7 separate regions of the Mus musculus genome follow, and all the other regions are linked to region 5. A link is a contact called in public HiCAR-type, HiChIP or PLAC-seq and promoter capture Hi-C data. All regions are on one chromosome and are shown on one strand. Each heading gives the region's core, a stretch centred on a gene start, on an enhancer-like site or on the middle of the called end of the contact. The rest is flanking DNA. Distances are from core to core; before and after follow the strand shown. Region 1 overlaps Gab1 (growth factor receptor bound protein 2-associated protein 1). Region 2 has its middle 47 kb from the start of Gm9725. Region 3 holds the start of Inpp4b (inositol polyphosphate-4-phosphatase, type II). Region 4 overlaps Inpp4b (inositol polyphosphate-4-phosphatase, type II). Region 5 holds the start of Zfp330 (zinc finger protein 330). Region 6 overlaps Gab1 (growth factor receptor bound protein 2-associated protein 1). Region 7 has its middle 25 kb from the start of Gm31223.

Region 1 (3,352 bases), core at 772-3,271, 2.0 Mb before region 5:
TCTATGGTCTCATCAGACCAAGAGTGAACTTCATGCTTGTGCTTCAAGCCTGAGCCGACCCTAACTCAAGACCTCCTGTGTCTTCATCAGCACCCATAGATAGTTGTGTGCTCATCAGAAAGCACCTACTGTTTAAAGCCAGCAGAGGCAACATGGCAGTGCCCCAGAGCTGCCGAGCACCACAGACTTGCCATTTCTCTAGCACGTACTTTGGGTTTAGCCTCCACACTAACTGCATTTTTTATGTAGATTTGGATGGTGGTGCTAGGGATGTGCCAAAGGGTCTGGGGTGGCAACGGAGGCTCCAGCAACCTCTGTCCTAGTCCTGCTCAAAGGAAGTAACGAAGGTGGCCAAGAAGAAAGGCATGGAGCTCTGTGGATGTTCCATGTACTGGGAAGTCACAAGATTATAGATACACATGATACTGCATGACAAAAGTCCATTCATCTAACTCAAATGAACAACAGCCATTGTAGAAAATTTATCACCTTTTGCAAGGTGTGGTAGCACACATAAGACTCTGCCCTGAGACCTATAAAGGCATCCATAAGTATTAAGCCTGATACAGCAACGGAGAAGCAGAAAGTCAGAAAACAGTATTATTTATGCAGAGGAGCCTTTCTCTGGTTAGTGCCCTCCACCCCCCAGATTGAAGAGGTTCTGTCTTTAAATACAGAAATGATTTCTAAAACTTTAATGCCTCGCAAGGAAATCTTTCTGAAATGCCTTACTACATAATTCATTGAACATAATTCATCCATTCCCCAGTGGCTCGGGTCAGTGGTGCAGGTGTCAATCTCTAGACTGCAAGTCATCGAGGGCCACCAAGGCTGCTGAGCTGTGTAGGGTCATCAGCCCCATACCGAACCAGCCCACTGCTGGGTGTGCCCAGTTCACCTAACCATTATAGGTGTGTGTGTGTGTGTGGGTGTGTGTGTGTGTGAGAGAGTGTGCGCACCCATGCACACATACATGCTCAACCTTGATCTTGTTTTGCTTTTTAGTTTGGTCCCTCACTGGCCTGGCGCTTACTAAGGAGGGTAGGCTGTCTGGTCTGTGAGCCCCAATGATCTACCTCTGCTAACCTTTCTTTCCAGGACTGGGTTTATAAGCACACCCCTCTATGCCCAGCTCTTTTGCATGTGCTCTGGGGAATCTAACTCAAGGCCCGACACTTGGCTGCTAAGTACTTTCTCAAGCGAACATCTCTCCCACTCTGCCTACAATCCTTTAAGCGAACTTTCTACCCGTCCTCCCTTACATTTTCATCAACTATCACGTCTGTCTTGGGAGGCCAAACTCTTCGTATGTTCTCTTTCCAAAAACCCATTGTTTTCTTTCCCAACCTTCTAGGCCTTTCCTTCCTGGGCCACCTTCAGAGTTCCCAAGGGAAATAAAGTTGTACAGTTTGGGGACTATTAAATGCACTCCATGGTCTCATTAAAATTTGATCAGTGCTTTCCAAACGTCTTCTCTGTGAGAAAAAGAGCCCCTGAATGAGGCATATGTGTGAAAAACACATGTAAAGTAACTGCTCCAAACCACTGCTGTGTGGTGGGAAAACTACAGAGCCAGAAGAGACTGGGACTGTCGTCTTCCTGTGTGCCTTTGAGACACTGTACACATCACTTTCTACTTCCCATCTAACCAGATTTCCTAATTTGGACCTTCCTGTCACCAACATCCAAAAGGCCTTTAGAAACTGCCCTGGGGCACAGTGGACCAGTGACCACGGGAGCTGAGTAGTAGCCACTACCTGAGACCTGAACTCCTGAGACAGGAAACAGCAGCCCGGAGATGCAGAACCGAGGCAGGCAGCACCTGCCTCTTGTTTGTTTATTTTTAACATGGTCTAAATGTGAATGTTTGTCTCGGTCACAAAATGAGTCACTCTCATTGAATCTGGCACCAATGAAACGGGAAAAACAAAAGCAATTACATAAACTCACACTTTAACAAGGCACATACAAAGGTTCTCTGGATGGCGGGACAAAGCACCATTTAGTCATAGAATAAAGCCTGATGCTTGACAGGAGATCTGTCATCAGCACCCTTGCTAATCACAGCACAAAGGCTTCTCTGTTTTGTCCAAGCACAAAAAAGGCCCCAATAAACCAGTCTTTGTTATCTGAGAATATCTGGGATTCTTAAAGTTTGTCCTATTTTTACCCTGCTGTCTCGGGAGCCCCAGAGACAGCTGTACACTGCCTCCCAGTCTTGCTTGAGTAACAGTCAAAGCAGATGAGTTTTCTTGAAACCTTCAAAGCAAATGCTCAAATCAACTTTAAATAAAAATCTCATGAAAAACCATTTTAACTATTAGACTTCCATGATAATGAAACAGTATCCATAAGGTTAGCTGAGAAAATTACATAACAACTTACGGTGTGGCCATCATGTCTTACAACAATGACTCGAGTTTCAAGCCCAATAATCAATGTAGTACCAACTTTAGTGAATCTTTAGATGTACCATCCTCTGATATCGGTGCCCTCTGCTTACTGGTTATCTGTCTGCTGTCTACATGGGAGAGAGCTCAAATTCATAATAACCCAACCTGTATCTCCTCAAAGGTTTGCCATCCTCTTCGGTGTGTCTTCTTTTCCGCCTTTGGCCCTGTAACAGATGCTATTCTGAGCACATAAGCCACCCCGAACTCAGCTCAGTCCTCCTCTCTGAACCATCCCCTAACTAGCTTGCCCCAAGCTAGCTTGGGACCCTCCATCCTCACGTCCTTCCCAGTCGCATGCTGTTTGGTACTCTTAATCCAAATTACTTGGGGGTTTTGGGAAGCCTTGTCTCTGTACCTTTCCTCCGCTCCCATCCCCCTGCTCCCCAGGGAGCTTGTATCACCCATTGATGAAGAAGCAGGTATGCCCATTGAAGTTAGGACAATATGGACATCCTCATATGACCTACACATCACAGGGACACTGGTCTGAGCATAACCTGCCTGGCCTACTCAAGAACTGTCAGAAGATAGCGCTCCATAAATTTTCAACTAACTTGCTTTCAACCTCTACACACTTGGGAGGTGTCTATGAACTTCAGTTGAAAAGAATTCCGTATAAGCACATCTACACTTAAGCAAATTAGGCTATGCTAAGCTCAAGGCAGGCCTATCACACTTTGGCAAGATCTGAAAACAGGCTTCTCAGCTACTAGGGTAGCAGTCTGGAACACACTGTCACAAAGGACAGATGGAGCCCTGTCATAAGAATTCCCACCTGGACTAGCCCCTCACCATCACTTGCTATATGCAATTAGCAAGTTTATAGAACGTGCCCAATTACCCCAAGTGATGCTATGTTCAGCTTTAAAGAAAACCACTGTCTCTGCCATACACTTGTT
Region 2 (3,750 bases), core at 1,141-3,640, 1.7 Mb before region 5:
GGGAGCTAAAACCATCCAGTGGAAGAAAGACAGCATTTTCAACAAATGGTGCTGGCACAACTGGTTGTTATCATGTAGAAGAATGCGAATCGATCCATACTTATCTCCTTGTACTAAGGTCAAATCTAAATGGATCAAAGAACTTCACATAAAACCAGAGACACTGAAACTTATAGAGGAGAAAGTGGGGAAAAGCCTTGAAGATATGGGCACAGGGGAAAAATTCCTGAACAGAACAGCAATGGCTTGTGCTGTAAGATCGAGAATTGACAAATGGGACCTAATGAAACTCCAAAGTTTCTGCAAGGCAAAAGACACCGTCAATAAGACAAAGAGACCACCAACAGATTGGGAAAGGATCTTTACCTATCCTAAATCAGATAGGGGACTAATATCCAACATATATAAAGAACTCAAGAAGGTGGACTTCAGAAAATCAAACAACCCCATTAAAAAATGGGGCTCAGAACTGAACAAAGAATTCTCACCTGAGGAATACCGAATGGCAGAGAAGCACCTGAAAAAATGTTCAACATCCTTAATCATCAGGGAAATGCAAATCAAAACAACCCTAAGATTCCACCTCACACCAGTCAGAATGTCTAAGATCAAAAATTCAGGTGACAGCAGATGCTGGCGAGGATGTGGAGAAAGAGGAACACTCCTCCATTGTTGGTGGGATTGCAGGCTTGTACAACCACTCTGGAAATCCGTCTGGCGGTTCCTCAGAAAATTGGACATAGTACTACCGGAGGATCCAGCAATACCTCTCCTGGGCATATATCCAGAAGATGCCCCAACTGGTAAGAAGGACACATGCTCCACTATGTTCATAGCAGCATTATTTATAATAGCCAGAAGCTGGAAAGAACCTAGATGCCCCTCAACAGAGGAATGGATACAGAAAATGTGGTACATCTACACAATGGAGTACTACTCAGCTATTAAAAAGAATGAATTTATGAAATTCCTAGCCAAATGGATGGACCTGGAGGGCATCATCCTGAGTGAGGTAACACATTCACAAAGGAACTCACACAATATGTACTCACTGATAAGTGGATATTAGCCCAAAACCTAGGATACCCAAGATATAAGATACAATTTCCTAAACACATGAAACTCAAGAAAAATGAAGACTGAAGTGTGGACACTATGCCCCTCCTTAGAAGTGGGAACAAAACACCCTTGGAAGGAGTTACAGAGACAAAGTTTGGAGCTGAGATTAAAAGGTGGACCATGTAGAGACTGCCTTATCCAGGGATCCACCCCATAATCAGCATCCAAACGCTGACACCATTGCATACACTAGCAAGATTTTATCGAAAGGACCCAGATGTAGCTGTCTCTTGTGAGACTATGCCGGGGCCTAGCAAACACAGAAGTGGATGCCCACAGTCAGCTAATGGATGGATCACAGGGCTCCCAATGGAGGAGCTAGAGAAAGTACCCAAGGAGCTAAAGGGATCTGCAACCCTATAGGTGGATCAACATTATGAACTAACCAGTGCCCCGGAGCTCTTGACTCTAGCTGCATATGTATCAAAAGATGGCCTAGTCGGCCATCACTGGAAAGAGAGGCCCATTGGACACACAAACTTTATATGCCCCAGAACAGGGGAACGCCAGGGCCAAAAAGGGGGAGTGGGCGGGTAGGGGAGTGGGGGTGGGTGGGTATGGGGGACTTTTGGTATAGCATTGGAAATGTAAATGAGCTAAATACCTAATAAAAAATGGAAAGAAAAAAAAAAAAAGAGATACTCTTCCAAATTGTTGATTGCTGAATTCCAAATTAGTTCAGCCTTTAAGGAGAGCAGTATGGGATGTCTTTAAAGGAAATAAAAGATAAAATTATCGTACGGTTTCCCAAGCTCACTGCTGTCAGCTGTCAGCGGGAGCGAGCGTGCTGAAGAGATACAGACCCTCATTTTCCTCGCAGCCTTTTTATTCTCAATAGTCAACACCACACTGGCTCAACTGAAGTGAGCAAAAGACAGGAACACACACTTGACAGAATGCAAGTCAACTTTTCATAGGACAGCTACTCATGACCACATAGGAAGACATGGAGACATGCGGGTATTCTATGTGAAACACGCAGGCCTAGAAAAAGATACATGCTGTATTGTCTCACACAGGAAGTCTTAAAACATCAAACTCTGCTAATAAAATAACGATGATGATAAAAAAGACCCTCTCTAGCAGGAGTAGAAAGGTTGTAAACTCTGTCATACATTTGAAAATTGGCAAGAGAGTAAATGGTATTTTCACCATTAAAAGTTAGTAAGCATTACAATGCACATTAATTTAGCCACTGCACGATGCACACGTGTAGACCATAAATGTACAACTTTTACTTGTCTGTTGAAAAACAACAGCTGTGGGTATAAAAAACTGTAGCTTGCACCAAGTGTTCTTTCTCAGCAGCCTAGAATAACAACCCCCTCGGGGAATGGTGCAGGGCAGTTTGCTACCTCACACTGGGAAACAGGTTTGAACCCAGGAGAGGACACTGTGAGCCAGCATTTCTCCTGCGGAGAAGACGAGGGAGGATGAAGCCCAAAAGGATACATACGATTTTGCTCAGTCCCACTCCTCCAGCGGAAGGAAGTACACGGTGTTGTAAATTACTGTTTTAAACCTTGATGTTTTCTTGTGGCTGTCTGGGTAAGATATTTCTTCCTCTTTCACACCAACACCCACTCTCTAGAAATTCCATTCAGGTTAGCAATAAAAACTAAAAGTTATTTAGGAACCGGTCTGCAAAGCCTGCATAGCTTTTGTAGAAAGGAGAAGTTCTGGAAGTGCTCACAGGGAGAAAAGGACTTCGGGGCTGCAGCACTGGAATTCAACATGGCAGAGTGAGCTGGAAACCAGACAGCCAATGGTTCTATTCACACTGTTTTATAATTTAACGCAAGTCTTCCTCCTTTTCTCATTTTCTTATGGCATTTTCATATCTACCAGCTTCAGCTGACCCCTTCATACTTCACCTTCTCCAGGATCTCGCCATCCTCCAGTCTCGGGTTACTCTTTTCCAGCCAAAGTATTCATATGTCATGTGTTCTCATTCCCACCCTGTTCACCGCTCTTTGCTACAGCCTCTTTATCCTGCCCCTTGCTTTATTTCTACTTTGCCCTGACTTGTCTTTGGTGGATACTGGTAAGCCAGACATAAGTCCTATGGAAATGTAAGGGGTCCAAATTATCCCAGGTAAATGTGAGGCGTAAGAATGAAGAGAAATGTGGAACCATGAAAGGAAGCCTGCTTTGTGGTTGAGCTAGGCTTAAACCCCAGAGACCCAGCAGATAACTCTGTAAGGGATGGAAGGAAGTTTGCCACGCTACCAGACACCAGGTCCCAGCTCCATAAGTCTGTGGCCATCAGTCATGTAGGGCACAATGCCCTAAGCCCCTGGCATTCTGTCTGGACTTCACCACAGTTACCTGGCAACAGTCAGTATGCTCCGTCCCATGGTTACCTGGCAACAGCCAGATAGGTCTATTTGCCCCCTCCTCCCTCTCTTATTCTCTTACTTTTGCCCTCTTGCTCCCTCTTTCTCCACATTCCCTTACCCTCTCTGTCCACAAGGCCATGGCCGGCCTACAATAAATGCCTTAAAACCATGGACTGCCTCTTCTCATCGGGATCCGCCATACAGGAGCAATGGAGCAGGTCTTATGCTAAAGACCAGTGTCTAATCTCCCAAGGGAGGCCTCCCAAGCACTCTCAGACATGGCTTCTATCAA
Region 3 (3,549 bases), core at 636-3,135, 1.4 Mb before region 5:
AGAAAGTATCTGAAAACCAAACTAAGCAAACATCTAACCAAACCAAACCAAACTAACCAACCCAACCAAACAAATCCAACCAAGCAACTAGCCAACCCAAACCAATCAATCAACTAAACCAGTCAACTAGCCAACCAAACCAACCAATCAATCAACCAACCAATGAACTAACCAACTAACAAACTAATCAAATGAACTAACCAACCAAACCAGACAACCGACCAACAGAACTAATTCAACCAACCTATCAGCCAACTAACCAACCCAACCAACTAAACTAACCCACTAGCCAAACAAACTAATCATTCAAGCTAGCTAACTGACCAAAGGAATCAATCCTAACAACTTACCAACCAGCCAAACCAAGCAACCAACCAAACCAATCAACTAACCAAACTAACCATCCAAACCAGCTAACCAACCAACTTAACCAACTCAACCAACCTATCAAACAAGCAACCTAACCAATCCACCCACCCACTCAATTACCCACCCACTAACCAACTCAGCCACCAACCAACCCAAACCAACCAACCAACCAACCAACCAACCAACCCAATCAACCAACGGAACCAACCAAAGACACCCTCACACCACCACTAGCACCCCGCCCCCACACACATAAATTTAAACCATCAAACTCCCTGCCCTCATCAACAAAGATAATATCTAGTAGCAAATACTTGGGAAGTAAATGGATGTCTCGATTCAGGCAGTGACAGCAGGGGTGACAGCTGGGGGCAGACACAGCTTCCCATTTTGTAATACTGTAATACTGTTAAGCACTGCCTTAACCCAAATTGATTTCACTGACTTTAAGATTCCAGGCTCTTTGTGTGACAAATGTCACACTTGTGTACACGCGTTTTTACTTTATTTAGAGTGCCAGTTTAAAGGGTTGCAAGGAAGAAAAAGGACTAGTGTGCCTTTGTGGGTAAGCTCTGAGAAGAATTACCTCTGAGCAGAGTGGACAAAACCTCTCTAGGAAAGCCGCCAGGTGGCACCTGTAAGGCGCAGATGGAGAGAGTCATTTGCCCCACCCCCACAGGCCGGACTATCCAGACTACCCCTCACCCCTCGGGTTTGTTCGCGAGGAAGTGGGGGAGTTTCAGTCTCTTTCCAGACAGCGTGATTACACACCAAAATTTTCTGACACCTCAAACACACCGAGGGCGGATTGTCTCCACACAACCAGGCTGTCAAAGGCATGAGCCTGGTGGTTGGGAACACTTAGGCACTCTGCAAGGTGGGGAGTGGCTGTGGGCTGCCCCTGTGCCCAGGTCTGCTCAGTCTGGGTCTAGGGGAAAACACTGGCAAGGGAGAAGCAGTTCTCAGGACCGTGACACGCAGAAGTCACCAGAACGTGGGACAGCGCTTCACACTCCTCTAACGCCCAATCCTCCTCCCAGGGACAGTCAGTGGGGACTAGTCTGAGCTACCTTCTCACATCCTTTTACATTTCCGCCTTCTGCAGTCTCTTCTCCTGTCCGGGTCGCATTGTGATTGCCTTGCCCCCCCCCCCCCCCGCCCCGCGCGCTTCGCCCCTGTGATCCCGCACCCCAGGATTGGCAGCTGACCCCAGAGACAGCAGAGTCTGAGTGGTGGGTGTCAGTAAACAGAAGCAGCGTGTTGTGGTCATTTCGAGCTGTGCGGTCGGGCCACCAACTCCATCTGTGGCAGGGAGGCGAGCTGCACCAGTTGCGAGACTGCTGCTGTTCCTCTTTGGTGGCTGGTTGGTGACATTGGGAGGAGACCGCTCCGAGGGAGTGAGCCTAAGACGAGGAGGAAGAGAGGCAGGGCGTTGGGGGTGGGGACGTGGCGACAGTGCCAGGGGGCGTGTGAGCTGCGGGCGAGGAGCAACTTCTCCCGGGCGCGCGCTGCGGGGCGGCGGGCGGAGCGTGAGCTGCCAGCCCAGAGCAGGGAGCGGGGAGCGGGGAGGCTCGGCCCGCGCCCTGCACGCTACCATCCTCCGGGTTCCCAGCCCCGGGTGCTGAGCTCGCCGCTATAAATAGCAGGTTACAGCTTCTGCTTGGGCGCACACGCTTTCACTGGAGAACGCAGGAAAGTCATCCTGAAAAGTGTCTGCCGCTGCTATCGCCCCCTACTCAGCCTCTGCAAGAGGTAACATCCTGCCTGGGATCCTGGGGCTCGGGAGGGAATTTTGCAGGGTGCGGAGGGTGAGGATGGGTGAATCCATAGGCTGTAGTCGTGCGCATCGGACAGTTCAGGGTGGTGGTGGTGGGGAGTACGTCCTGCCTGAGAGACAGCTGGTGTGTTTCTTATCAAGTTTCCCAGCTTGCAGCCAAGATCGTCCCTTCAGCCTTGCTTCCCAGGGACCCTGGCTGCTGGTGGTACCCCTGTGACCCTGATTACTGTCTAGTGGAGCTCGCTTGGTCTGGGGTGAACACCACACACACACACACACACACACACACACACACACACACACACGCACACACATATGAGTTCCAACTCCCAGGTGACACTGAGTTCTGGCCCAGCTTATGGTCCCTTTGAGCTGTTCTTAAAAGGTGCTGCAGCGACCTGGAGTGCTTAGGGACTGCTTCTCAACCCTAGTCCCAGTCACTGGCTGTCTCCTGCTTCAGAGGAAGTGGTCCTGGTCCTTAGAACAAGGAAGGCATGCTGGGGTTGCAGTTGCCTAAAGAGCTCTCTTTTCATGGCTATCTCCAGCCCCACCTTCAGCAACTCCTGCCCTCTCCGTCCCCCCAACACCACCCCCCCAAGTCAGGCCTGTTACCCCTAGGCTACCTTCATGTTCTACCTACCCCAAAGAGAAGTCAAGAAAGAGTTAGAAAATCAGGGCTTCAAAGTAAGAGTGGGTGATGAGAGGCTCCTCTGGAGTCTCAAATTTGCACTACAGCCTACTTGAGCTTATCTGGCCCCTCTAGCAGGACAAGGGTCCTGAGCAAACCCAGGAGCCTGCTGCTAGTATGGACTTTCAGGCTTGCAACTGGCTAGCTCTAGGTGATGCGAGAACCAGAGGCACCGGTGTTTGCCCCTCTCCACCTTTGATTTTGCTTCCCTCAGGGGAGGTGGTTTCTGCCCCAGAGGACACCCAGAGGTTTCTGTTTGGAGACAGAAGCTTTATAGGTAGGGATGTGCATATTGATGAGATAGTTGCAGCCACACAAAACTTATTGGAAAAACCCCAGAGGAGAGAGAGGCAGCAGTGCTGTTAGGGGACCGAGGTTTGTTAAGGGAAAGGATGCTCAGTTGATTATGTGGTTCCTGCAGCGTCAACTTACCAGGGAAACCCTGCGGGACATTCAGTCACGCTGGTCTAAATGATGTAGAATGTCTTCTTTGTTCATCTTACTTTATGTTTTTCTTTCTCCTGATTCTGGCTTCCTTGCTCTTTCCAAAATGACATTTGAGGTCATTATGTGGGTATTACATTTTGCTTACATTTCCCTTCAGTCTGAAAGAAGTTATTTATAAAGGTGTAGCTCTATAAAATACATGAAAGAGCAGAAGACAGGGATGAGTTCATCTCTCCTATGATGGGCACTAGGTGGCCCCTTTTATAGG
Region 4 (3,819 bases), core at 906-3,405, 1.3 Mb before region 5:
CAAACTTTATATGCCCCAGAACAGGGGAACGCCAGGGCCAAAAAGGGGGAGTGGGCGGGTAGGGGAGTGGGGGTGGGTGGGTATGGGGGACTTTTGGTATAGCATTGGAAATGTAAATGAGCTAAATACCTAATAAAAAATGGAAAGAAAAAAAAATTAAAGAAAAAAAAAAGAATTCATAAATAGGTAATTATTAATAGTTTTCCTTTGAAATGTGTAGTGATTAGGTACTGTAGGAAAAAAAAGAAAATGAAATGGTGTTCCTACCCTTTATAATGGACAATAGATGTGGGTGAACGTGTGCACGCATGTGTGAGTGTGTGTGTGTGTGTGTGAATGTGTGTGGGGTGGGGATGAGTACATGATAAAGTACACTATTTCAGACATGTAAGCAACACTCCTGGAGCATTTATGCTCACTGTGTTCATGTTGGTGGGGGTCCACGGCTGAAGCAAGGCATGGCAGGATACATATGTCCCTCTCCTTTAAGACCCGAGATTTTATTATCAGTCTGCTGCCTATGAGTGCCACCTATTTTCACTCCAGTTTTTGTTTGTGTCTCAGGCATGTCTACAGAATGAGCATGGTGGGTTTTATCCCATTCTTTCCCTCCCCCATTGCACTCTTCCCAGACAGTTCTTCAGCTTCCATGTCTCTTTTCTGTGTGTGGTCCAGTGAGTTTAATTAAGGTTACTTTTTCAAGCATGGAGAAGAAGTTATTCAGTGGAACAAGAGACATTCATCTGTGACCACAGTACTAAAGCAAGCAACACTCCTCTCCCAGAAAGCACTGACTGCCAATTCCTGCATTTGCTTAATGACCATTTTAGTGCATCATTTCTATTATAAGAGAAAGCCTTATACTGGGTAACAGGAATGTCTCTGAAAGCTAGATGCTCAAGACAGTTACTAGGATTCAGTATGGTGAAGGACTGGCCTTATTTTTTCCTCAAGCAATAGAAGGGGAGAATGTCAAATAGTTGCCTCTAGCCCCCTTTCTAATGGGACCATTAGTTCTGATCACCAGGAGGTCTTATTCTCATGTTCCCAAAAGACCTTCCTTAAACCCATCATGTTGGTAGTTAAGTTTCACTGTATGAAACTAGATAGGACCCATACAGACAACAGCAATGGCTAGACATTTGTCTTAAAAACCTATCATAAAGACAGAAGTACATGGACTGCAGTCACACCCATGTGAGCTCTCAGGCCTACTATGATAGGAAGAAGAAGTCATGATTAGCTATAGTCATCCTTTCTTTTAATAAACGCCTTCGGCCTCTCTCTATGGGCCATTAACTCTAGATGCTGGGATACAGCAGCCTACAAAACAGAGAGAAATCCCTTCTCTGCTGGATTTTATGTCATACTAAGAAGAGACAGATGGTAAACAAATGTCTATCACTCTAGAAAAGAGCTATAGAGAAAAGCAAGGGAAGGAGGGAGGCAGGGCATCTGTGGCAGGGTGAAGTTTCATATTTAAATTGGCAGGCCTGGAAGTCGCCAGTCAGATGCTGTTTAAGCAAAGACCTGAAGAGGTCAGTGAGTGGTCTGATCAAATGGATGGGCCAATTGAATTTTCTCTTTACCAGGACTGTGGGTCATGTATGCCAGCTCTGAGTTCAGACAGAGGAAAAAAAACAAGTCCATTGCAATAATCTTCACATGAGATGGTGGTGGATAGGGTTAGGTTAGTCAAACTGGAGGTGACACATGGCAGAGATGGTGACCTAGCAGATCTGTAACATCTCAAAGGCTGCAGCTGTTCTGCACAAGTTCTGAGGTCAGATTCAGGGCAGGGAACCGGGAAACAAATAAAAACACAGAGAAACCTTGGGAAGGCAGAACGATTCATTAGAGAGTGAAGCCAGAGAAGCAAAGATTATTCAAGCTTATAGGGGTCTGGGTAATGTTCAACACTACAGAGAACTTAGCAGGAATGTGCCCAAGAGGGGTGCACCACATTTGACAGGCAGGAGGCCATCAGTGGCCTCATCAAGGCAGCTTTGGCTGGTTGCTGAAGCTGAACATCTGAAAAATGGAGAAGTACACAGTGAAGATATGGATTGCCCTTTCAGGAAGCCTGATAGATACTGACACAACAGTCAAAGTTGTTATCATAATCCACAGTGAGATGTACATTTCCTCCAGTGATCTGCACATGTGCACAGACAGCATCCTGTACCACCAGAGCTGCTTTGTGACTTAATGAGTTCTCATGTGTATAGTGTATGCCAACATTCTTCATCTCCCTCATATAATATATTTTTAAAAATGCTTGCCAACAACAGATAAATTGATTCTGACTCTATCTCTAATATTGATTTATAATTTCCAACAATTTCATACACAACAGTTGACTAAAGAATTGCCACCTATAAGCTCATACTCAACCAGAAGGGCTGGCATCATATTTTGGACATTATGATCAAACTTTTAGACACATCATCCTTTCTTCATGTGTGGGATTTATACTCTTCGTGGTAGCACAGTTGTACAGAGAGTGGTTAGCATGTGCACGATCATGAGATTTATCTGTAACACAAAGAAAAAAGTAGAAAAAAAAGATTTGCCCTTGATGTACAGTTACAGTCACATTGTGTTCATAAGAAATCATTTCCTGCCAACAAAACGACATGGGTGTCTCCCTGTTTTGATTTTATTCTGTCTCTGTGATGTCTAATATTTGATCTGTAACCTTTGATCTGTGATCAGGCACAGGATAACTGTACTGGGGAGCTTGGTCCTCAGATGAAATATAGAATGGATCTTTCTTGAATAGGAGTTGGCATATATTATGGAAGAATAGACATCAAATACAAAAATGGCATTTAGTGATATATTTTTGAAAGGCAGAAAATCAGCATAAACTAATGAAAGCAATTTCTTCTTGGGCTGAAAGTCTGCATTAATAGAATTGTAAGGATTTTAAAGCAGAATGGACAATAAAATTTAAACAGTGAACAGAGGAAAGTATTGTAAGATCAGATATCAATCTTCTGTGCTACAGGATAGATCTGTCAGGTTTCAGTAGGAAGGTGAAAATAGAGATCTCTGAGGAACAGAGTGGATGCAAGCAGTGCTCCTTTGAGATTGGGTAGTTCCACACAGAGCTAGGTTTGTTGACTGACAATGAGAAGACAAGGGCTTTCTGTTTGGCTTTGGAAGGACCTCTCACCCTGAGCATGTATGATAAAAGAGGTTACTGAAGATTTGGGCTAGTCTGAGTGGGTGTGCTGCTGGGAGATCAGGACTTGGCTATTGATAGGTGAGCAGTTGTCAATTTGCAGATTCAAATCTTGCCTTTTCCTTTTGTTTTAAAGCGAAGGCCACAAATTGGCAACCTACCCAAAACATACAACACTCATAAATTTGTTTTTTTTCCTCCCTAGTATTTTATTCATAATATTTCAGATTTTATTCAACAGTAGCAAAATGCTACAGAAGTTCAATTTTTGTTCTTTGCTTTGCTTTTAGGGAAAAAAAAGTGGAAAATGTATCCTTTGCCCACATATTGGGACTTACTATTACTTACTATTTTGGGTTCATGATTGGAGAGCCAAAAGTAAAGTAGTAAGCATTAAGCATGCTTATAAAAAGTGTCCTAAAAAGGCATCTGGGATGGTAAGCTTTAGTGTTTGCTCTTTCATCTATGCAAATGCAAGCCTCCTTTTAAAACTCTTTGAGAATTTCAACCAATGCATTTTAATTGCATTCCCTTCATCCCTCAACTCTTCCAGATTCACCTCCCTTTCTCTAACCACACAACTTACCTTTGAATAGCCAATGAGTCCAGTTTGCACTGCCCATATCCTCTTG
Region 5 (3,294 bases), core at 597-3,096:
TCTGTCATTCATAAACAAATGAGTCCTAGAAAGTAGTACACACTAGGGAATCCTACAAACATACAAAAGAGGGAGGTGCGCCATCTGCCATCATCTGCCATTATTGGTGCACCCAGAGTCCCAGGCAGAACACTCGGTCCCCTGAATGATAAACATTTGCTAAATTAAGTCATGAAAATGAAGTATTTTAAAACAATCTGACTTTTTCAAGACTAGCAAATTAGTTAAGAACATGGGAAATGTCTAAAAATCAGGGTACTCAGTGAATGGAGACTGGCTAGGAGAAAATGATCAAAACTGAGCTAAAGAATATATAAAAAAAGCTGGAGCCTCCCACTCAGTTCCTGTCACCCATTCGCCTTCAACATCTATTGTCACCAGTAATTCATGATACGCCAGGCTTGATAATACATACTCTAACAACAATAAAAATATCATTGTTACTCAGTAAAATACTGAGGACACCTTTAACAGGTTCTTCACAGGGGCACACCATAGTTGATCATGTTTTTTAGGTACCTATATATGGTACTACAGAGTCCTCCATTCAGCCACCAGCCATTGCTTTAAAAAGCTCTCACCATTGAAGCATTGCATGGGTGTTTGGCTAGGTCGACAGTACTTCTTGATGCTCGCAGTTGTTTCTCGCGTTCTCGGCGGTTCTCTGCCTTCTTCCTCGCACCGGTCTTTTTCTTCGGCATGTTCCCTTCTTTCTAAACAAGAAAACAGGAAAGGTATAATTGATGCGTTCAGTCACACAGCATCTATACTTTCCTTAAATATTAAATCAGTCTTTCAATTTTAAATGCACCTCATCCCATCTGAAGCCTTTAGCAACATTACACACACATTATTCCAGCTGCAGGCTCCTAAACTAAGGCCCTCCTCTGGGCTTCCAAACTCTCACACAGCATAAGCATCAAGGACCTCAACCAAACAGCTAGAGTAATTGTTTTCTCACCCTAATTATTCTCTTCACTCAAAAAAACCTATGTATGCACCATTAGTAAGAAATGACTAAAAATATTTGTTTTGTGCCAAGTTGAAATAACCATTTTGAGCTATACAGTCTCAGCCCTAATGCTGTTGACATACAGTATTATACAGTACACTGTCACCTACATGGTATCTAAACAAATAACCAGCAACCCAAGGCCTGACCGCAAACAAACCCATTTTCTCTTAAGAGACTAAGGTACTACAGTGGCTTTCGCTGCCTGTCCCTCGTGCCTAGATGCAACAGTTTCGACAAGTCAGATGCTTTGGAGTTTGTTTCCCACACAGACATCAAACCTTACAGTGCTGGTTTTCAGCACACAGAAAAACTACAACAGAGACAACCAGGCTTCTGTGTTCTCACTCTGGTGCCCCAATCCTTTCGGACAGGACAGTCTTCAGAGCTAATCAGTGGTTAATCATGCTGGCCACGCCACGGGGCCTTCCTTCAGTGTTTAAAAGGGAAGTCTGGAGCATGTGGCTGAGTGGCCACGGGTGACCGTGGATGAATTCTGTACCCACTAAGACATCTCAGACCTATTTTTTTCCTCGAATCTGTTTGTGCCAACGAGGAGAGATTTCTTTGAGTTCAAGCTTAGATCCTGGTGACAGCAGAGCGACATTGGGTTCCAGGCTCTGGGAGGCCAGGAGGCGGGGGCGCGGGAAGAGCCACGCGGCTCGCGACCCGCCAGCAGCCCGAGGGCCCCTCACGTTCTCCAGACCCACCCACGTCGCGCGGCCTCACGGGGACGCGCCACTCACCGCAGTGGCCGAGGACGCGGAGGAGAGGGCGAGCCGCGGGCTAGAACGGCAGAAGCAGCCCGTTTCCAACGGTGGGAGCGAGACCGGATATCCTGCTATGTCAGAGCGCCCAGGTTGAACACGTCAACAGGAAGAATCCCGCATGTTCCGCCCCCTCCTCGGGGAGGACCCGCCTTCCCGGAAGTGGACTTGCTACAATGGAAAGAGGCTCCAGCGTTGCAAAGAAAGTAGAGGGCAGAGAGCTGCCGCATCTCAAGGCCTCTGCTATGTCATTCTGATTTTATTATTTAACTCAGAGAGCTAAAAAGTCCAAAAGGAAAAGAAAGACGAGCCCACAAAAAATTTTGAGAGGAGAACAAGAACTTTGCTAGCAATTTTTTGCCTGACTCTTCTGAAATCCTTTTCCTTTCTGGGAGCCTGACAAGCCTCACATGGCACATTTTTAATTTTTGTTGTTGTTATTTTCTGAGACATAATGAATGGAACCCTGGCCTTGAAGCCACGACTCCATTACCTCTGTCTCTCAGCACTAGGATTATAGGCGTGCTCACAGGAAACTGCAGAGCCCTCCACTCCTCCCCCCCACCCACCCACCCCCGCTTTTTTTAATGTCTCACAACACTGAGTTCGGAGGTGTCTTGCTTGGCCTCTGCTGTGTGCATTCTGTTCCATTGTGAGCAAATCCTCCCACGTTCTCTGCTTCTGCTCCGAGGCTGAGATCTAACTATGCTTCCCTACAAGACTGTTTGCTTTAAATAACACTGAAGGTAAATGTTCCACTCTCACTCCCACCTTACCTTTGGGGAGGAAGTTCTTGACATTACTCCCAGTACTGCATGTGAGTATCACTTACTGCCTATCACCTTCTATATTTGAGTGGAGCTGTGTTATATCCACCCACTTTTTTTTATATTTTTTTATTTACATTTCAAATGTTTTTCCCTTTCCAGGTCTCCCCTCCAAAAACTCCCTATCCCATCCCCCTCCCTCTGCCTCTTTGAGGGTGCTCCCCTATCCACCCACCCACTCCTGGCTTCCAGCCCTTGCATTCTCCTACACATCAAACACCCTCAGGGCCAAGGGCCTCTCCTCCCACTGATGTCCAACAAGGCCATCTTCTGTCTTTACCACATTCACATCCCAATGGAAGACAACTCGTTTTGGTCTCTCTCTTTTTTTCCAACCCCTTCTGTTATCATCTTTGCTGCACTCCAGGAATTCGCTTTCATAACCACACCTCAAGCCTTTCTCTGAAGAGAGCTCAGTTTTGTCAATGAAATATGAATGTCTTGGCTTACTAGGCTCCTACCCTGTGCTCTGTTCTGTATTCTCTTGTTTAGTCATCCTTTTCAGTCTTTTTTTCTGCAAGTTCTACTTAATAAAACAGTCCCATCTCATTAGTCACAGTTTTTATCATAGTTTTTGTACTACTGATCATTAAATGATGTACCTTTTCCCTCCTATTGATTTTCTGGGTGGGGTTTTGGGGGATGGGGTGCTGATACATAAACAGGAGTCTATGTCACTAAACTCAAG
Region 6 (3,404 bases), core at 488-2,987, 1.9 Mb before region 5:
TTGAGACCAGCCTGGTCTATAGAGAGTTCCAAGACAGCCAGGACTACACAGAGAAACCGTGTCTCAAGGAAAGAAAGAAAGGGAGGAAGAAAGGAAAGAAAGAAGAAAGGAAAGAAGGAAGGAAGAAAGAAAAAGTAGTTTCTCAATCTCAATAAAAGCAAATTTAAAACAGAAAACTGTTTTTAAAAAACAGAATCAGAAAAACAAAGAGCTTGAAAAGCATTCCAATTTCAGAACTAATTTTTTTTAAAAAAGAGATATAGCACACATAGAGCTATCATGTCCTCACTATTACGAGTAGAATGGAATGGGGAAACTCATTGCACAAAGGACTGCTCTGTCTGCAAGCAGACCTACAGTTAGGTTGTCAGTACAAGGCCACACAGTTCTGGCCTCTTCTCTCTCCAATCATCCAACACCAATGCCGCTGAGCAGTCGGGCAGGTTACAACCTGTCTGACCTACAGAAATGAGAGACTCTTTTAGGGTATTTCAAACTAAGAGTGACTCACTGGGGGTGGGGGTGGGGACACAGGTTGTTGCTAAATTGAGATCTTCTAAGACTTCACTTGTCTCTGATCAGAAAGTGAACCTGTGTGTGTGTGTGTGTGTGTGTGTGTGTGTGTGTGTGTGTGTGTGTGTGTATGTGTCAGCATCCGACTTCCACTCTGCATCCTAGAGAGGTGATCTTATGAAGGAGATGGGTGTGTGTGTGTGTGTGTGTGTGTGTGTGTGTGTGTGTAGGGGGACGGTACTGACAAGGCACAAAGCCCTTCAGAGAACTTAGAGGCTCGCCCATCAGTCAAGACACGTCCCTCATGAAGTTAACAGGGAGACAGTGTTGTTCTGAGAAACCAGGAAATAACCCTACAGCGGAGGGAACACAGTGCCACACAGAAATAGTCATCAGCAAACACTCTCCCACACAGCAGGCCCCATTCAGCCCTCCCTGTTTTCTCAGTGGGCACTGAGTGGGCACTGAGTGGGCACTGGCTCATGAGGTGACAGAGTTAACCCCTGGCATCCGTAGTATCAGACATGACATACTGCGTGCCTCATGTGGAAGGTGCTGTCATCTGACCAGGCCTTCATTACTACGGTGCCTTCCTAAAACTCAGATAAAAATGGAAACTGACCCAAGAGGCAGCCCCGGGGTCCCTGGCCACAGTGTCCCTCAGAGTCAGTCAGTCTGCAAGCGCTCTTTAACTTCAAATACCATTCAAACTGTTATCGCATATTTACTTAGCTCTGCAGTTTCTAACAAACCCACCAAACAGGACGAGCTAGTCTGAATTGACGAGCCAGTCTACATTATACAATATACCAGGGAGCCAGCTGCTCCTGGGTCAGACAAGTCAGGACAAGGGCTGAAAGAGTTAAAGCTCACTACATACACCTGAAGGCAGCCTCTGCAGATTCACTTGTGTGGAAATGGTTTTACCCCCAAAACAGGGAGAGCCCAACCACCCCTAAAAAGGCTGCATGTGTCCCCACAAATACCAACCGAGCTGCTGTGATTGACAACACACACATAAGAAAGCAACAACAAAAAAAGCATTTGAGCTTCGCCTATGATATCTGACGTACCCCTAAATAAGTCTTCCTTGGGTCTGGTAAAGGTAACGCATTCTGAAGAGATTTTCAGTAATTAGTCATCGCCGCTGCGCCCCCAGCACGCTATCAGCTTAAACTTGGGCTGGGAGCCAGCACTGTTTTATGACCTGAATAAACTGTTTTACTCTCATGCATGTACTTGTTGAAGAGTGAGATTTCATATCTACCACCCTCACGGGTGTCGGAGAGGACAGCCAAGCAGTCAAATTTGCAGCGCTTCATAAACTTGCACCCTGTGCAAGCCAAGGTGAAGAAGCACCGCGAAGAAAATAACACTCTATACCAAGAGAAGAAAGATTTTCTGAAATGATATTCAAAGGTGTTCAGCATAAACACACATTGTTTCATAAAGACTCACAATGGTTTTTTTTTATTTGTTTGTTTGTTTGTTTGTTTTTAACAGTCTGTTATATATCAACTCCGAAAAATTTTGGAAAAAAACAAAGTTATATTTCCCCTCTTAATTGTAAATGGTGACCATATAAACCTATGAATCACAGGCAGTATTGACAAAACTACAAGTCAGACAGACACTGAGGTTCAACAAAAGAACCCGACACAATAATTCCAATCTAGAAACTTGAAAGCGTTCTGGATAAAAAAAGGCTTGAAATGCGAGTGCATGTGGCTCATTAAAATATCTATTAAAAACGGTGGGCTTCCGGGCACAGTGGCTGACATCTATCATGCCAGCACTTGAGAAAGTGAAGTGGGAGGAGGAACGCTATAGTGGGTGGCTAGCCTGGCTACTAAGAGTACTATGTCAGCCTTGGACACATATTTTTAAAGTAAATAAGTAGAGGTACAGTTTCGCTTATAAGGCCAGAACCCTTCTCTAGACACTGAATTCTAAAAGGAATTTTTTTGGAGGGCAGGTGATGTGGTTTCATGTAGCCAAGGCTAACTTTAAACTCCCGATATAGCTGAGGATAACCCCAAACTTTTGGTTCTTTACACCTCAACATCCTGAGTGCTAGGATCACATCTAGGTACCACCATGTTCAACCTATAGGGGGTTAGAATTGGAACTCAGGGTTTTCTGCCAGATAGTCCCATAAACTAAATTCCAACTTTAAAAGCCTTTTTAGTAACAATAATCAAATGTGTTCTTTCCTATTTCTGATACCCCATATTACATGATTTAAAAAAATTAAGTAAGTCTTGTGGTGATACATACAAAGCAAATGAGAAGGCTAAGGCAGGAGAATCAGGAGTTCAAAACCATCCTGGGCACCATGAGACCCTATATTGAAAGTATTAAGAACAGGCTTTGAAGAGACAAAAGAAAAAGTAAAGCCCTCAACTGGGAAGGGGAACCCCATTTCTGGTGAGTCTACTTTTTCAATTATGTTTTAGATGTGTTTTGTTTTCTGTGTGTGAGTGTTTCTGCCTGCGTGTATATGGAACACACAGTGTTACAGAGCCCCGAAAAGGGCATTGGATTTCCTGGATGATATGGTTGTGAACCACCATGTGGGTGCTGGGAACTGAACCCAGGTCCTCTGCAAGAGCAACAAGTGCTCTTAACCGCTGAGACACCTCTATAGCCCCTTGGTGAGCCTAGTAAATGTACCGTCATTGCTGAATAATAATAATAATAATAATAATAATAATTATTATTATTATTATTGACAAGGTCTGTCTAGATATTCCAGGCTACCCTCAAAGCCCCACCGATCCTCCTGCCTCGCCCGCCTAAGGGCTAGGATTACAGGCACCCAGCTTCAATTCATAGTCTTTGATAGGTCAGAGCTACTGTCTCTAACCGGAAACACTCCATCCCAAAGAGGC
Region 7 (3,268 bases), core at 556-3,055, 1.9 Mb before region 5:
TGTTACTATATGTGCTTGCATTTAGGAATGGCCACTAAGGAATGGTCCCTGGGAAAACAGATTTTTTCTCCTTTAGCAGCCATTAACTACCTGTAGTTCTTCATCTAGGTGTGGGGACTTGTGAACTTTCTCTTCACCCATTTGACTAGAGTGGTCTTGTGAAGGCATCCATATAGATTAGAGTTAACGGGTGTGACAGTATTGTCCTGTCCAGATGACAGTGTCAAGCCATAGTTGTCTTGCTGTTTACAATACTGTAGTTTCAACAAACTAAGAATACTTTCAGCAAATCTTCTGTTTCTTTCACATAATTCACATCTTTGAATTCTGGAATAACAGGCTCACATTGAAGAATGGGGCATGGGGGAAGGGCATTAGTGATAGGATCCTCTACTGAGCCTCATCACCCGCCCTCCCACACTCCCCACCTCCTCCCTCCCTTCCCCCAACCCAGCTCTGGAGCTGACTGCATCTCTCAGGGGATCTTAGAGCTGCATGAGAAGAAATGGCCTTTGGTATGCTGCCAACTAGAGCGCAGCCTTTCCAGAGCTGTCCCAAGCCCAAGGCGTTTCCCGGGAACTGGACCAGCTGTCAGTAGAAGAGGCCTGGCTTCTTTGGGCTTGGCAAATTTCTTTGGTCTTTCCAAAGAACCCTGCCTGGGTCTTGCCAGACATGATGTGGTTCCCGGTCTCTTCAGGCAGTTTCTGTTCATTAATCGGGGCATCTTGGAGCAAGAAATTCATCACATTGCGGGTATTTCCCCCAAAAGGTTCCAAGCTAAAAATATTCTGTGTCCCAATCTCTAAAACGTTATGTATTACTATGCAGCAGTCATGGTTTGTATATGTTTCTTAGTTGTATGTCACTTGAGATTAAAATGAAAAAAAAAAGCTCAAACATCAAACGTACTACAGAATTAACCTTTAGTTGTATGGTTAAAAGCACTTTCAAAACCCTTAAGTCTTGCTGGGCAGTGGTGGCACACGCCTTTAGTCCCAACACTTGGGAGGCAGAGGCAGTCGGATTTCTGAGTTCAAGGCCAGCCTGGTCTACAAAGTGAGTTCCAGGACATTCAGGGCTATACAGAGAAACCCTGTCTCGAAAAACAAAAAAACAAAACCGAAAACCAAGCCAAACCGAACCAAACCAAAACCATGAGTCTCAAGAAAAAGATAAAGGAGAATGGCTCTTGTGTGTGTTGATCACTTCTGTGCATGGTTCTCTGGGAAGGTAAAGAGTCTCCATACTATTTTATAGTGAATTCTTTAATTTTCTGCTAAATAGTTTTGCAAAGTATATAGCAAACTTTGTGAGGGGCATATCTCAGTCTGACCCTACTTCTCCACTGAAAGTTATGTCAATAATTAGGTCATCAAAACGGAGAGTACAGGGTGAGATGTAGCTTCAGTAGAGCATGTGCCGAGCTTGTGCAAAGCTCTGAGTTTAACGTCCTATTGGAGGTCAGCTGCATGGGGTGGTATACACCTGGCATTCCAGCCTCAGGAGGCAGAGAAGGAAGGATCAAAAGTTCAAGATCATTGCTAGTCATAAGGTTAAGTTCTAAGGCAGGCGGGGATACATAAGGCTATTTCAAAACAAACAGACGAAATAAATAGCACCACTAGAGACACCAGGGTGTGGGGGTGGGTGGGAGGGGAGTGGCTCTGAATGATATTGTCCCCTATTTCTTGGAACATCTGCAGGAAGGAAATGAAACTTGTTTTTGTTTCTGTGTGACTGAGAGATGAGCCTGAAGTCGCCTGTCTATTGAAAGAGTCCCTGGAGCTTTAGAATCCCCAGGAGGATGCTAGCAGGGCTCTGGGAATGGGGTCTCCACCAGCTGTTCTGGCCTTGGGTAGAAGTGTGGCATGCCTGGGAGCTTGTTGCCCTTCTCTTTGTAGGCAGTAGATGGAGCTGAGCATGAACTGAACCTTCGGAGACTGTGAGACAAACGCGCCTCTCCTCTCTTAAGGTGTTTACCTCGACTCGAGTATTTTGTCCCAGCGGTGGGACTAACACATGAGGTGCACTAACGCATGAAGTGGGACAGTTTGAGCGTGAGGCACAGAGGTAAAGGTTTCTGCACCATCATATATGTGCAGACTTCTCTGGCTGCGTCTTTCCAACCTACATCTAATATTTATAAAGAAACATGTATAACAACCGACCTTCACTATAGATATCCATATAGAAGGAAGACTGAAGGCTAACTAGAGAGAATGCCTGTGGTTGGAATTCAGGTTCTATCATTTACCAGGTCAGTAACCTTGAACAAGCTGCTTACTTGTAGCTTTCTCAACTTAATAGGGAACAAAATAGGAATAACAGTTTCTATTTTCTGAATCAGAACTAATGAAATCAGGGTTTACCGTTATTAGTGTTGTTGTTGTTATTGATGTGTGTGTGTGTGTGTGTGTGTGTGTACTCATATAGGTGCACATATATACACGTGTGTGAAGCCCAGTGGACCACCCTCGCAGTCATTCACCCTGGTTTCTTGAGAGAGGCTCTCTGATGGGCCTGGACCTTGCTGCCTTGGGTAGATTGGCTTGTTATAAGCCCTAGGAACCTACTCCTTTGGGGCTGAGATTACGTGTGTGGATCATTATGCCTACCCCTTTCTTTTCCTTCCTTCCTTCCTTCCTTCCTTCCTTCCTTCCTTCCTTCCTTCCTTCCTTCCTTCCTTCCTTCCTTCCTTCCTTCCTTCCTTCCTTCCTCCCTCCCTCCCTCCCTCCCTCCCTCCCTCCCTCCCTCCCTCCCTCCCTCCCTCCCTCCCTCCCTCCCTTCTTTCTTTCTTTCTTTCTTTCTTTCTTTCTTTCTTTCTTTCTTTCTTTCTTTCTTTCTTTCTTTCTTTCTCTAACATGTGTGTGTGTGTGCTTCGAGTAGACACAATACATGTGCATGAGTGTGCACACAACAGCATTCCTGGGCCCTGAAAGCTACTAGACACGAGGGTAAGAATACAGTGCAGCCTTCGGAAGGTAGCTGATCAAGTACAGGCAGCTTAGCTGGGCCCAGATACCTCACTGGTTACTTAAGGCTTTGAAAGGGAAGGTTCCCATCATCTGGGCTGCTCTTTGCTTTCCTGGGAGGGGAGTGTCTTACTCGGGGTAAGTGAGAGCGAGGAGCCCGAGCCCTGGCAGCAACTCCCTGTATGTCCTGAGGCAAGTTGCTTAACCTCTGAGACTTAAAATCTTCATCATCTATAAAAATAGACTAATACCTAGCTTTCAGAGACGTTGTAAGGCTCCAGGTTAACCTCAATTAT

What was found. Promoter capture Hi-C pulls out the DNA fragments that hold promoters and counts their contacts. HiCAR-type assays count read pairs that join an accessible place to other places. HiChIP or PLAC-seq counts read pairs in DNA pulled down with a chosen protein or histone mark.
Region 1: a contact with region 5 is called in a HiCAR-type map of astrocytes, with 7 times the contacts expected there. The contact joins the enhancer-like site here to the promoter of Zfp330 in region 5. A contact is called at or near these places in 7 of 39 promoter capture datasets (3T3-L1-derived adipocytes, the C10 cell line, embryonic stem cells and 4 more), 5 of 115 datasets of contacts at active chromatin or transcription factors (acute myeloid leukemia, astrocytes, embryonic forebrain and 2 more) and 2 of 9 other capture datasets (embryonic stem cells and liver).
Region 2: a contact with region 5 is called in a promoter capture Hi-C map of pre-B cells, with 6 times the contacts expected there. The contact joins the enhancer-like site here to the promoter of Zfp330 in region 5. A contact is called at or near these places in 5 of 39 promoter capture datasets (the C10 cell line, cranial neural crest, hippocampal neurons and 2 more), 1 of 115 datasets of contacts at active chromatin or transcription factors (large pre-B cells) and 1 of 9 other capture datasets (liver).
Region 3: a contact with region 5 is called in a promoter capture Hi-C map of neutrophils, with 8 times the contacts expected there. The contact joins the promoter of Inpp4b here to the promoter of Zfp330 in region 5. A contact is called at or near these places in 15 of 39 promoter capture datasets (the 3T3-L1 cell line, the C10 cell line, cranial neural crest and 8 more), 2 of 484 Hi-C or Micro-C datasets (bone marrow-derived macrophages and pre-B cells), 8 of 115 datasets of contacts at active chromatin or transcription factors (embryonic forebrain, embryonic limb bud, embryonic stem cells and 4 more) and 4 of 9 other capture datasets (adipose tissue, embryonic stem cells, liver and 1 more).
Region 4: a contact with region 5 is called in a promoter capture Hi-C map of the HPC-7 cell line, with 7 times the contacts expected there. The contact joins the enhancer-like site here to the promoter of Zfp330 in region 5. A contact is called at or near these places in 10 of 39 promoter capture datasets (the 3T3-L1 cell line, the C10 cell line, the HPC-7 cell line and 5 more), 3 of 115 datasets of contacts at active chromatin or transcription factors (astrocytes, embryonic stem cells and stem cell-derived neural progenitor cells) and 1 of 9 other capture datasets (embryonic stem cells).
Region 6: a contact with region 5 is called in an H3K27ac HiChIP or PLAC-seq map of extraembryonic endoderm stem cells, with 7 times the contacts expected there. The contact joins the enhancer-like site here to the promoter of Zfp330 in region 5. A contact is called at or near these places in 4 of 39 promoter capture datasets (embryonic stem cells, hippocampal neurons, liver and 1 more), 3 of 115 datasets of contacts at active chromatin or transcription factors (astrocytes, embryonic stem cells and extraembryonic endoderm stem cells) and 1 of 9 other capture datasets (embryonic stem cells).
Region 7: a contact with region 5 is called in an H3K27ac HiChIP or PLAC-seq map of large pre-B cells, with 4 times the contacts expected there. The contact joins the enhancer-like site here to the promoter of Zfp330 in region 5. A contact is called at or near these places in 5 of 39 promoter capture datasets (the 3T3-L1 cell line, embryonic stem cells, hippocampal neurons and 1 more), 4 of 115 datasets of contacts at active chromatin or transcription factors (acute myeloid leukemia, astrocytes, forebrain and 1 more) and 1 of 9 other capture datasets (embryonic stem cells).

Annotation. Positions count from the first base shown.
Region 1 is chr8:80,802,255-80,805,606 of GRCm38.p6, forward strand. The region is part of intron 1 of Gab1 (growth factor receptor bound protein 2-associated protein 1); the gene reads right to left. Among named protein-coding and RNA genes, the nearest start is that of Gm51580, 10 kb to the right of the region's middle. Within about 2 kb of position 2,022, at least 65 of the 459 cell types and tissues checked have an H3K27ac peak or open chromatin away from gene starts, as enhancers often do. A contact at or near this core is called in astrocytes, embryonic forebrain and forebrain, where this site is marked.
Region 2 is chr8:81,077,626-81,081,375 of GRCm38.p6, forward strand. No RefSeq gene overlaps it. Among named protein-coding and RNA genes, the nearest start is that of Gm9725, 47 kb to the left of the region's middle. Within about 2 kb of position 2,391, at least 24 of the 459 cell types and tissues checked have an H3K27ac peak or open chromatin away from gene starts, as enhancers often do. A contact at or near this core is called in pre-B cells, where this site is marked.
Region 3 is chr8:81,340,677-81,344,225 of GRCm38.p6, forward strand. Inpp4b (inositol polyphosphate-4-phosphatase, type II) reads left to right here and starts at 1,886. Exons shown (of 25, transcript NM_001024617.3): 1 at 1,886-2,121. Gm51582 (classical arabinogalactan protein 9-like) reads right to left here and starts at 1,977. Exons shown (of 2, transcript XM_030243908.1): 1 at 1,578-1,977. The coding sequence starts at 1,966.
Region 4 is chr8:81,489,381-81,493,199 of GRCm38.p6, forward strand. The region is part of intron 2 of Inpp4b (inositol polyphosphate-4-phosphatase, type II); the gene reads left to right. Among named protein-coding and RNA genes, the nearest start is that of Gm51582, 150 kb to the left of the region's middle. Within about 2 kb of position 2,156, at least 24 of the 459 cell types and tissues checked have an H3K27ac peak or open chromatin away from gene starts, as enhancers often do. A contact at or near this core is called in the HPC-7 cell line, where this site is marked.
Region 5 is chr8:82,772,299-82,775,592 of GRCm38.p6, forward strand. Zfp330 (zinc finger protein 330) reads right to left here and starts at 1,847. Exons shown (of 10, transcript NM_145600.2): 1 at 1,759-1,847; 2 at 582-713. The coding sequence starts at 701.
Region 6 is chr8:80,852,129-80,855,532 of GRCm38.p6, forward strand. All of the region lies in intron 1 of Gab1 (growth factor receptor bound protein 2-associated protein 1), which reads right to left. Among named protein-coding and RNA genes, the nearest start is that of Gab1, 27 kb to the right of the region's middle. Within about 2 kb of position 1,738, at least 69 of the 459 cell types and tissues checked have an H3K27ac peak or open chromatin away from gene starts, as enhancers often do. A contact at or near this core is called in extraembryonic endoderm stem cells, where this site is marked.
Region 7 is chr8:80,922,311-80,925,578 of GRCm38.p6, forward strand. No RefSeq gene overlaps it. Among named protein-coding and RNA genes, the nearest start is that of Gm31223, 25 kb to the right of the region's middle. Within about 2 kb of position 1,806, at least 12 of the 459 cell types and tissues checked have an H3K27ac peak or open chromatin away from gene starts, as enhancers often do.